Linked DNA regions of Mus musculus: regions 2 and 3 are each linked to region 1. The links are chromatin contacts, called in public promoter capture Hi-C maps. All regions are on one chromosome and are shown on one strand. The core of a region is the stretch at or near the end of the contact, and the rest is flanking DNA. Distances in the headings are between cores, read along the strand shown. Region 1 holds the start of Ifi207 (interferon activated gene 207). Region 2 holds the start of Ifi211 (interferon activated gene 211). Region 3 holds the start of Ifi203 (interferon activated gene 203).

What was found. Capture Hi-C pulls out chosen DNA fragments and counts their contacts.
Region 2: a promoter capture Hi-C map of adipose tissue shows a contact between it and region 1. The contact joins the promoter of Ifi211 here to the promoter of Ifi207 in region 1. A contact is called at or near these places in 5 of 39 promoter capture datasets (the 3T3-L1 cell line, the C10 cell line, embryonic stem cells and 1 more), 1 of 15 datasets of contacts at CTCF or cohesin (the NIH/3T3 cell line), 5 of 484 Hi-C or Micro-C datasets (the C2C12 cell line, the G1E-ER4 cell line, bone marrow-derived macrophages and 1 more), 2 of 115 datasets of contacts at active chromatin or transcription factors (the NIH/3T3 cell line and heart atrium) and 2 of 9 other capture datasets (adipose tissue and liver).
Region 3: a promoter capture Hi-C map of adipose tissue shows a contact between it and region 1. The contact joins the promoter of Ifi203 here to the promoter of Ifi207 in region 1. A contact is called at or near these places in 5 of 39 promoter capture datasets (the 3T3-L1 cell line, 3T3-L1-derived adipocytes, the C10 cell line and 1 more), 1 of 15 datasets of contacts at CTCF or cohesin (the NIH/3T3 cell line), 2 of 484 Hi-C or Micro-C datasets (both in the G1E-ER4 cell line) and 2 of 9 other capture datasets (adipose tissue and liver).

Annotation. Positions count from the first base shown.
Region 1 is chr1:173,740,418-173,743,117 of GRCm38.p6, forward strand. It overlaps Ifi207 (interferon activated gene 207), which reads right to left and starts at 1,392. Exons shown (of 8, transcript NM_001204910.1): 1 at 1,171-1,392.
Region 2 is chr1:173,911,652-173,914,351 of GRCm38.p6, forward strand. It overlaps Ifi211 (interferon activated gene 211), which reads right to left and starts at 1,395. Exons shown (of 7, transcript NM_001033450.4): 1 at 1,163-1,395.
Region 3 is chr1:173,941,229-173,943,928 of GRCm38.p6, forward strand. It overlaps Ifi203 (interferon activated gene 203), which reads right to left and starts at 1,264. Exons shown (of 10, transcript NM_001302649.1): 1 at 1,227-1,264; 2 at 1,002-1,066.

The DNA.
Region 1 (2,700 bases), core at 142-2,641:
ATTATCATAAAACCTGGAGGCTCACTACTTAATAATGAAAAATTTCAACCCAAGAAAATGAAACAATTTTAATTATATAATTACCAAATAATAACAGACTTTAGTTTTATAACTACATCATTCTCATGACATTAAATAGTAAAATACAAAGTTAATCATAGACATTTAAGAGGGGCATGGTAGTGGATGTCTATGATTAAAGGCCTCCAGAGGCAGAGGCAGAGGCAGAGGCAGAGGCAGAGGCAGAGGCAGAGGCAGAGGCAGAGGCAGAGGCAGAGGCAGAGGCAGAGGCAGAGGCAGAGGCAGAGGCAGAAGAGGAAGAGAAAGAGGAAGAGGCAGAAAGACTGTAACTATGAGGGTGGCCTCAGCTATGTGCCAAGTTATAGGCAAACCTGGCTTGGATAATGAAATTATTTTTCAAACAGTAATAATAACAAGCAATAATACATATATAAACAGGAATGACATTGACTAATCATGACTATGGTTTTAAATTTATGCATATCTCAACTACTAAAAACTTAGGCAAAACACGATAAAAATATTAGAAAAATTTTAGGAAAAATTAATAACAATGAACAAGATTAACTTTAGCCCATTAGAAATCACCTCCAGCATGGAATGAAGAGGAGAGTATGACAAATATTGACTCTAACATCTGATACAAGAGGGAGCTAAGAGGAAACCTAAACATAAAAATGTCAAGACACTATTTAAATAACTGTATTAACAAACGTGGGACATTTTCTTCTACAGGCTAATGAGAGTTCTCAAGTTTTGTATATTCACAAAACTGGAAAGTATATTCATATTAAAGTGTGGTTTTCATTTAACATTATTTTAGTTATCATTTTTCTTGTTTCTGTCTTGTCTTTTACACAGTCATTCACCACAAACACCTTGCTCCCAAGTCTTCTCTAGTGAAGATAAATGAAGACCATTGATAAGCACTAACTCATGAAAAGTCATAGGAGTAGAGGTGGCACCTTTATTCTGACATGTGCTGTCTTCCTAGTGAAACATTTGAAACCAGCTAGAGCAGGTTCAACGCTGTGATTGCAGCTGGGACCAGCCCTGGTCCCCTCACCCCCCAACACTGATTTTTTTCTCTGTTCCTTTATATTTCATAGATAGATCTGACCACAAATTTAAGAAACAAAGAGAACTCACCTCCTTGGATATTTCTGCTGCGATGTACAGATCCTGAGACCTTCAACAACACAAGAAGTGGCCTGCTTGGCTCGAGTAGGTAGGTAGATCAGGTAGTAAATGAGAAACTGAAGCGTGGGGTGTAAAGGAAGGCACTAGTGATTAGGACACTCTCAGAGTTGTTTTTTGAGCAGCATTGGCTATCTCTCTGTGCTGTCTCCCTTGGGTGAGCAGTGCTGAAACAGCCAGGACTCCTCCCAGTTTTGTTCTTAATTTTCGATTTCCCTGGCTAGGGAAACCTCTTAACTTCCTGAAAACACTGTGGTCACTATGAAAAAAAATCACAGCTTAGTCAGGCTCACATGATTTTCTGACAAATCTCACTAAATAAGAACGTCCTAACCTTTTGACTTTTGTAGCAAATGGATGTACACTGGCCACTAGACACAAAACTCACATGCATGGTGTACCTATACCAAGGTGTTAAAACTAGCTAAGCAGGGTTCTGCTCTACTTAGATAGGAGTCGTGGACAGCTAAGGTGGAGTTTTTATTGTAGTAAAGTACTCAAGACCCAGGAAATAGTCTAATATCCCCAGGGTTTGCAAGTGCCAAACTCTTCAGAAGCCAGAGACTTGTGGCTCTGAGATTTTGGATTGGAGACTTATTATTCTGGGATTTAACCATCAACTGCCAACCTGGCATTTGGAAGTTTTCATAATTAACTTCTGAAAGCAGTGGATCAAAGACAGTTGGAAACAGACAGTGCCTTTGTGATCCTGGCACCTTGAGAGTGGCTGGTGTCACAGCTCATTGACTGAGGTGCCTTAGTCCTTGACCCTCAAGGATTGGCAGCTGTCTGCAATGTTCCTGGTTGTCAGTCAGCAGTATCTCAGTCTTCAGTTCCTCATAGCCCTGGGTAACTTTCTCTCTGACACCCCTGTGTCAGCTCCAGATGTTCTCTGGATTTCTTCAGCTGATTTTTCGTCACAATGACCACTGTCATGACTACCTCTGTTTCCACTCCTCTATTCTCTCTTTTAAAATTTTTATTTAATCTTCTTTTTCTTACACTCCAGGTTTTATCCCCTCCTGATTCAACCGCTGGGTATTCCCAATCCCATAGCCACTCCCTGAGCCCTGTGTCTCCATAGGATTCCCCAGCCCCTACCCCCCATCCCACCAGACTTCCCCATTCCCTGGGGCCTTCAGTCTCTTGAGCATTGTATGCATCTTCTCTGGCTAAACCAACCCAAAAAATATAAAATACCTTGGTGTGCAAATATCTGATATGCAGATAGTTTTAGGCAATCCCCCAAGGAGTTGGAACCTGTAGGTTCAGAACAGATAAGTAGAAGAGGGTATCTCCACAGTTCTCTGTTAAATAGGACTTAAGATTCAGCTCAACCAAGATGAGAAAAGACAAAGCTAGAGTGAATTTGGCTGTTGTGGTAGATGGGAGTAAGTTCTATATGGAAGAACTGAATTGGGAAGGTAGCAGGTGCTCTAAGATTCCAATGATGAGACAAGAATGGATGAGGAAAGGAAGGCA
Region 2 (2,700 bases), core at 145-2,644, 170 kb after region 1:
TAAACATAGTAGAAAAATTTGATGCTGAAAGAGCAATTTAAAGACACCAAAATTCTCTGCTAATATAGGTAAGGACCATCCAAGAAACATCATAAAGCCTGGAGGCTCACTACTTAACAATGAAAGATTTCAACCCAAGAAAAGTGAAACAATTTTAATTATATAATTACCAAATAATAACAAATTTTAGTTTTACAACATTACTCCCAGGACATTAAATAGTACTATGTAGTAAAATACAAAATTAATTGTAGACATTTAAGAGGGTCATGGCAGTGGGTGTCTATGATTCAAGGCGCCAGAGTCTGAGGGAAAGACAGAAGCTGAGGCAGAGGCCAGAGGACTGTAAGTTTGAGGCTGGCCTCAGCTATGTGCCAAGTTATCGGAAACCAGGCTTGGATAATGAAATTATTCTTTAAACAGAACCATTAACAAGCAATAATATATATTTAAACAGGTATGATATTGTCTATGACTATGGTTTAAATTTTATGCATATCTCAACTACTAAAATTTAGGCAAAACAGGATAAAAAATTAGAAAAATTACAGAAGAAATTAGTAACAGTGAACAAGTTTAACTTTCCTCATGAGTATTCACCTCCAGCATGGCATGAAGAGGAGAGTATGACAAATATTGTCTCTAACATCTGATACAGAAGGGAGCTAAGAGGAGAGCTAAACATAAAAATGTCCACAATCTATTTAAATAACTGTATTAACAAAAGTGGGACATTTTTCTCTACAGGCTAATGTGAGTTATCAAGTTGTATATGAATCTCAGTTTTGTATATTCACAAAACTGGAAAGTGTGGTTTTCATTTAACATGATTTTAGTTATCAATATTTTTTGTTTCTGTCTTGTCTTTTACACAGTCCTTCACCACAAACACCTTACTCCCATGTCTTCTCTAGTGAAGATAAATGAAGAACAGTGATAAACACTAACTCATGAAAACTCATAGGAATAGAGGAGGCATCTTTATTCTGTCATCGGCTGTCTTCCTAGTGAAGCATCGGAAACCAGCTACAGCAGGTTTAATGCTGTGAGTGAAGCTGGCACCAGCCTTGGTCCTCCACCATTCAACACTGATTTTTTTCTATGGTCCTTTATATTTCACAGATAGATCTGATCACATGTTTAAGAAACAAACAGAACTCACCTTCCTGGATATTTCTGCAGTGATGTACAGATCCTGAGACCTTCACCGGGTCAAGAAGTGGCCTGCTTGGCTTGAGTAGGTAGGCAGATAAGTCAGTAAATGAGAAACTGAACAGTTGGGTGTAAAGGAAGAGGGTAGTGATTACAAAACTCTCAGAGTTGTTTCATTTCTTGAGCAGCACTGGCTGTCTCTCCCTGTGCTGTCTCCCTCGGGTGAGGAGTGCTGAAATAGCCAGGCCTACTCCCAGTTTCGTTCATAGCTTTCAATTTCCCTGGCTTTGGAAACATCTTAACTTCCTGTAAATACTGTGGTCACTATGAAAAAAAAATCACAGCTTAGTCAGGCTCACATTCTTTTCTGATGAATCTCACTAAATAAGAAAGTCCTAACCTTACAACTTTTGTAGCAAACGGATGTACACTAGCCACTAGACACAAAATTCACATACATGGTACAACCAGATCAAGGTGTTAAAACTAGCTGACCAGGGTTCTGCTCTACTTAGATAGGAGTCCTGGACAGCTAAGGTGGAGTTTTTATTGTAGTAAAGTACTCAAGGCCCAGGGAAGAGTCTAATACACTCAGGGTTTACAAGTATCAAGCCCTTTGGAAGCCAGAGAATTGTGGTTTTGAGGTCTTGCACAGACAGGCTGGTCTCCAGTTGAGCTGAGGTCTGAACTCCAAAGGGTGATAATTCAGCTACATGACACAGTAGGCATTCCCTTATGCTGCTGGAACTCTGGCTCCTGCCTAAGTTACCTCCCCCCACAGACCCCACAAGAGAAGCATGGGTAGAAGTCATGTAGGCAATGGCCCAAGCTTCTGACCTTCAGGCTAAACTCCTCCCCAGTTACCTAGCAACAGTAAAGACCATAAAAAGGGCTGTTCAGCTTCTGTTTGCTATCTTACTTGTCTCTTCTCTTACTCCTTTGTTCTCTTAACTCTCACTCTTCTCTCCTCTTTCCTTTCTCTTTGTCTTCTCCTCTCTTCTCTCTCTCTTACTCTTTCTCTCTAGCCTTCTCTCTCTCTCTCCCTCTCCCTCCCTCCCTTTTCTCTCTCTCCCTCCTCTCTCTCTCTTTTTCTAGCTTCTCTCTTATACCCCTGCATTTCTATAATAAAGCTCTAAAACCATAGAGTCTCTGCTCATCAAAATCTGCTACCCTCACTCTCGCAAGTTTTGGGAACCTCTCTTCTGCCATCCTTCTCTCCTATAACCATGGTGGCTTTAGCAAAGTAGCTCAAGGGATCCCAGGTAGGGCTGACCCTTGGCCACCCCCTGAAGAGTGGGTCAGAGGCTTGAATGCCCACCCAGGGCTGAGTGGAAAGTGTATGGCAGCTCTCCCACACCTGACAGACCAGAGAATAGGTAAAATTCTGGTGGGGTGTGGGTTTTCTCTTCCCCTGGGCCCCCTTTTTAGTTCCCAACAGCTTGTGGTTCTGGGATTTAACCACCAACTGCCAACAAGGTACTTGGAAGTTTTCATAATGAACTTCTGAAAGCAGCAGATGAAAGACAGTTTCAAACAGACAGTGCCTTT
Region 3 (2,700 bases), core at 14-2,513, 200 kb after region 1:
TGTGAGAGCACACAAATCTGTAAATTTTTTAAAAAGATAAAAAGGAGAACCCACAGGTTTACAGTTAATATGACAGTGTAGTCATTACTAAGTTAGTAGGGTAAAAAGATCTGGAAAAATTTGGAAAGTTTGAGCAGGATAACTGAGAAACTTAGCAAGATAGGTCTAATCCAGGTACAAATCTCAAATTGACATTTAAATTACAAAGTTTGAGTACACACGGAGTCCTATGCCAGAGGATACAGAAAGCCTTTAAAATATCCTAAAAGTAGACAAAATAGACAACAGAAATGATTGTATTTAACTGACCTTCATAGTCCCTATATTTTATGACAACAAAATAAAAACAAAAATAAATAAAATTTAGCCTATCACAAAGAATAACTTTCATGATGACAAAAAGTTTCTCTCAGTGACTAAATACTATTCTTACTCCCTTTTTTGAAGGGGAGAGAAAGAAAGAGTTACATATGCATATTGAAACAGGAAGTATTTGAATAACTGTATTTGTGATTCTTAGGAAAGTTTTACTGCACATGTCCACTAGTTCTCATGCTGTCTAATATTAAAATAAGACCAGATGATGAAGCTCATTGTTCAAATGCATGTTTTCACTGAATATTATATCACAGTAAATTTTTATATCACTAACCTGTCTTTTACTCAGTCCAGCCACCAGATTCCCGTGCACCGCCCAGCCCAGGCTACTGAAGCCTTCTTGTTTTCCATTTATTGACTTTATACTTAGGAAGCTAATTTTATAACCTGCACTAATCAAAGCTCATGTTTTCTTACCACAAGCTCGAGGGATGGAGAAAGAAAGATGCTGTCATCTTCCTGAATGTGGTATCAGAACCTGTTGCAGCAGGTTCACTGCCCTGCTGGCAGCTGAACAATCTGTGCTCTCCCCACCAGCCACTGGGAAGAACCACACTGATCCCCTATGTTCTTGTGGGTTTCATGGAGCTATCTCTTCTATATATAAAAGGGGAGAGACTTACCTCAGTGAAATTTCTCAGCAATGTTCAGATGATAAATCTTCAGCAAGTCAGGAAATGGGGTTTCTCTGTTTTGAGTAGAAAGAGAAATGACTCAAAAAAGTACACCAGAATGCATTGCAATCTCATTAAATGCTGAGAAAATGTAGTATTTACAAAATAACAGGGAGGGGGGCAAGAGAACTGGTTAAAGTAAGTTCCTAGCTTGAGCAGGGCTGGATGTCTTACAGTGTGCTGTCTTCCTGGGGAGACTTAAGATGAAATTGGGCTCCTCCCAGCACTGTTCATAGCTTTCGATTTCCCCAGCTCTTAAAATAGAGCACTTTATTTCCTGTTATTAATGTAATTTCTAGAAAGAAGCATACACACACACACACACAGGAGAGAGAGAAATTGCAACACTGCATGTTTTATGTCTAGTAGACTTACAAGTGGGTCACTAGGAATCACTCTCATCTGAAAGAAGATGAATCACAAGGAGATACAAGCGAGTCACTCAGCCACCTCACCCTTCTTTGTTTGTTCAATATGAAAGTGGTCAGAGGGGAGCTCCTCAGAGTCTGTTGTTCCTTGGAATTGATGAAGCCTGCTACCTTAGCTGTAATACTTTTGTTTCATGCCTGCCAGCTTGTTTGACACAAAAGCAGCTTGACTGTAGGCACAGCCAGTAATGGGGAATGCCAGGGCCAGGAAGCCAGTGTGGGTTGGTTGATGAGCAGATGGAGGGAGGAGGGGATAGGGAGTCTTCAGTGGGGAAACCAGGAAAGGGGATAACATCCTAAATGTAAATAAAGAAAACATCTAATAAAAAGAAAAAGAAAAAAGAAGATAAAAACATTTTAAAATTAAAAGAAAAAGTTTGACTGAAAGAAAGGTCAAGTTGACCATATTCTGAGGCTTAAATAGTCGTCATCATCATCAGAAATTACCAATCCATAGCCTTCACTCAGAGCAAAGAAAGATAGAGGACAGCTTGAAAAAAAAAAGACTTGGAAAAAGGTTGACCACCCTACAGCCCTCCCCTCACCCGCTTATGAGCTCATTATGATTTTCTGCCTATATAAACTGACCCTGGAAAATAGCTCTTGTATCTGAGCTGAGCCCCTGTTCAATCAGTCTTAGGGTGTGTGTTCAATAAACCAGCCCTGTTTAACTGAGATCCGTTTCTGGGTGCTTTGTGCTGTGATCTGCAGACCACAACAGTACTTGCTTGAACATTTCCTGAATAGGGAAATATCTGTGATGGATCACTTTTGGTTTAAGCACTTTCCAAAGCATCCATTCATTCATTAGTGGTTCCTAGGCCATATTTTCCCAGAGCATAGTGTTATGAGAAACATACAACTGCAACCTCAGCTTAAAAAAAAAAAAGTAATTGGGCAGTAACTGCCCTCTGTACTATAGCTTCACTGTCCTCTATAAGTGATTAAGAAAATGACCCCTGAGAGATTTTTAATGGGAAAAGACAGCAGATTGTGGGCTATGTAGTGCCAGCAGATGAAGCCTTGGAAACTCAAGGAAAAAAGCTGAACATCTGGTAGCTTCAGAGCTTAAAGCAGTGTTTGACTGACTGTTTCTTCCTTTGTAGGATAGTGGATGGTGTCTGTACTACTGTTATAGTGAGACATGGGGGAAAAGGACACCAACTACTACTGGATGCTTTATAGGAAGCTTTAAAGTCAATATAAAAACAGTGCGATTC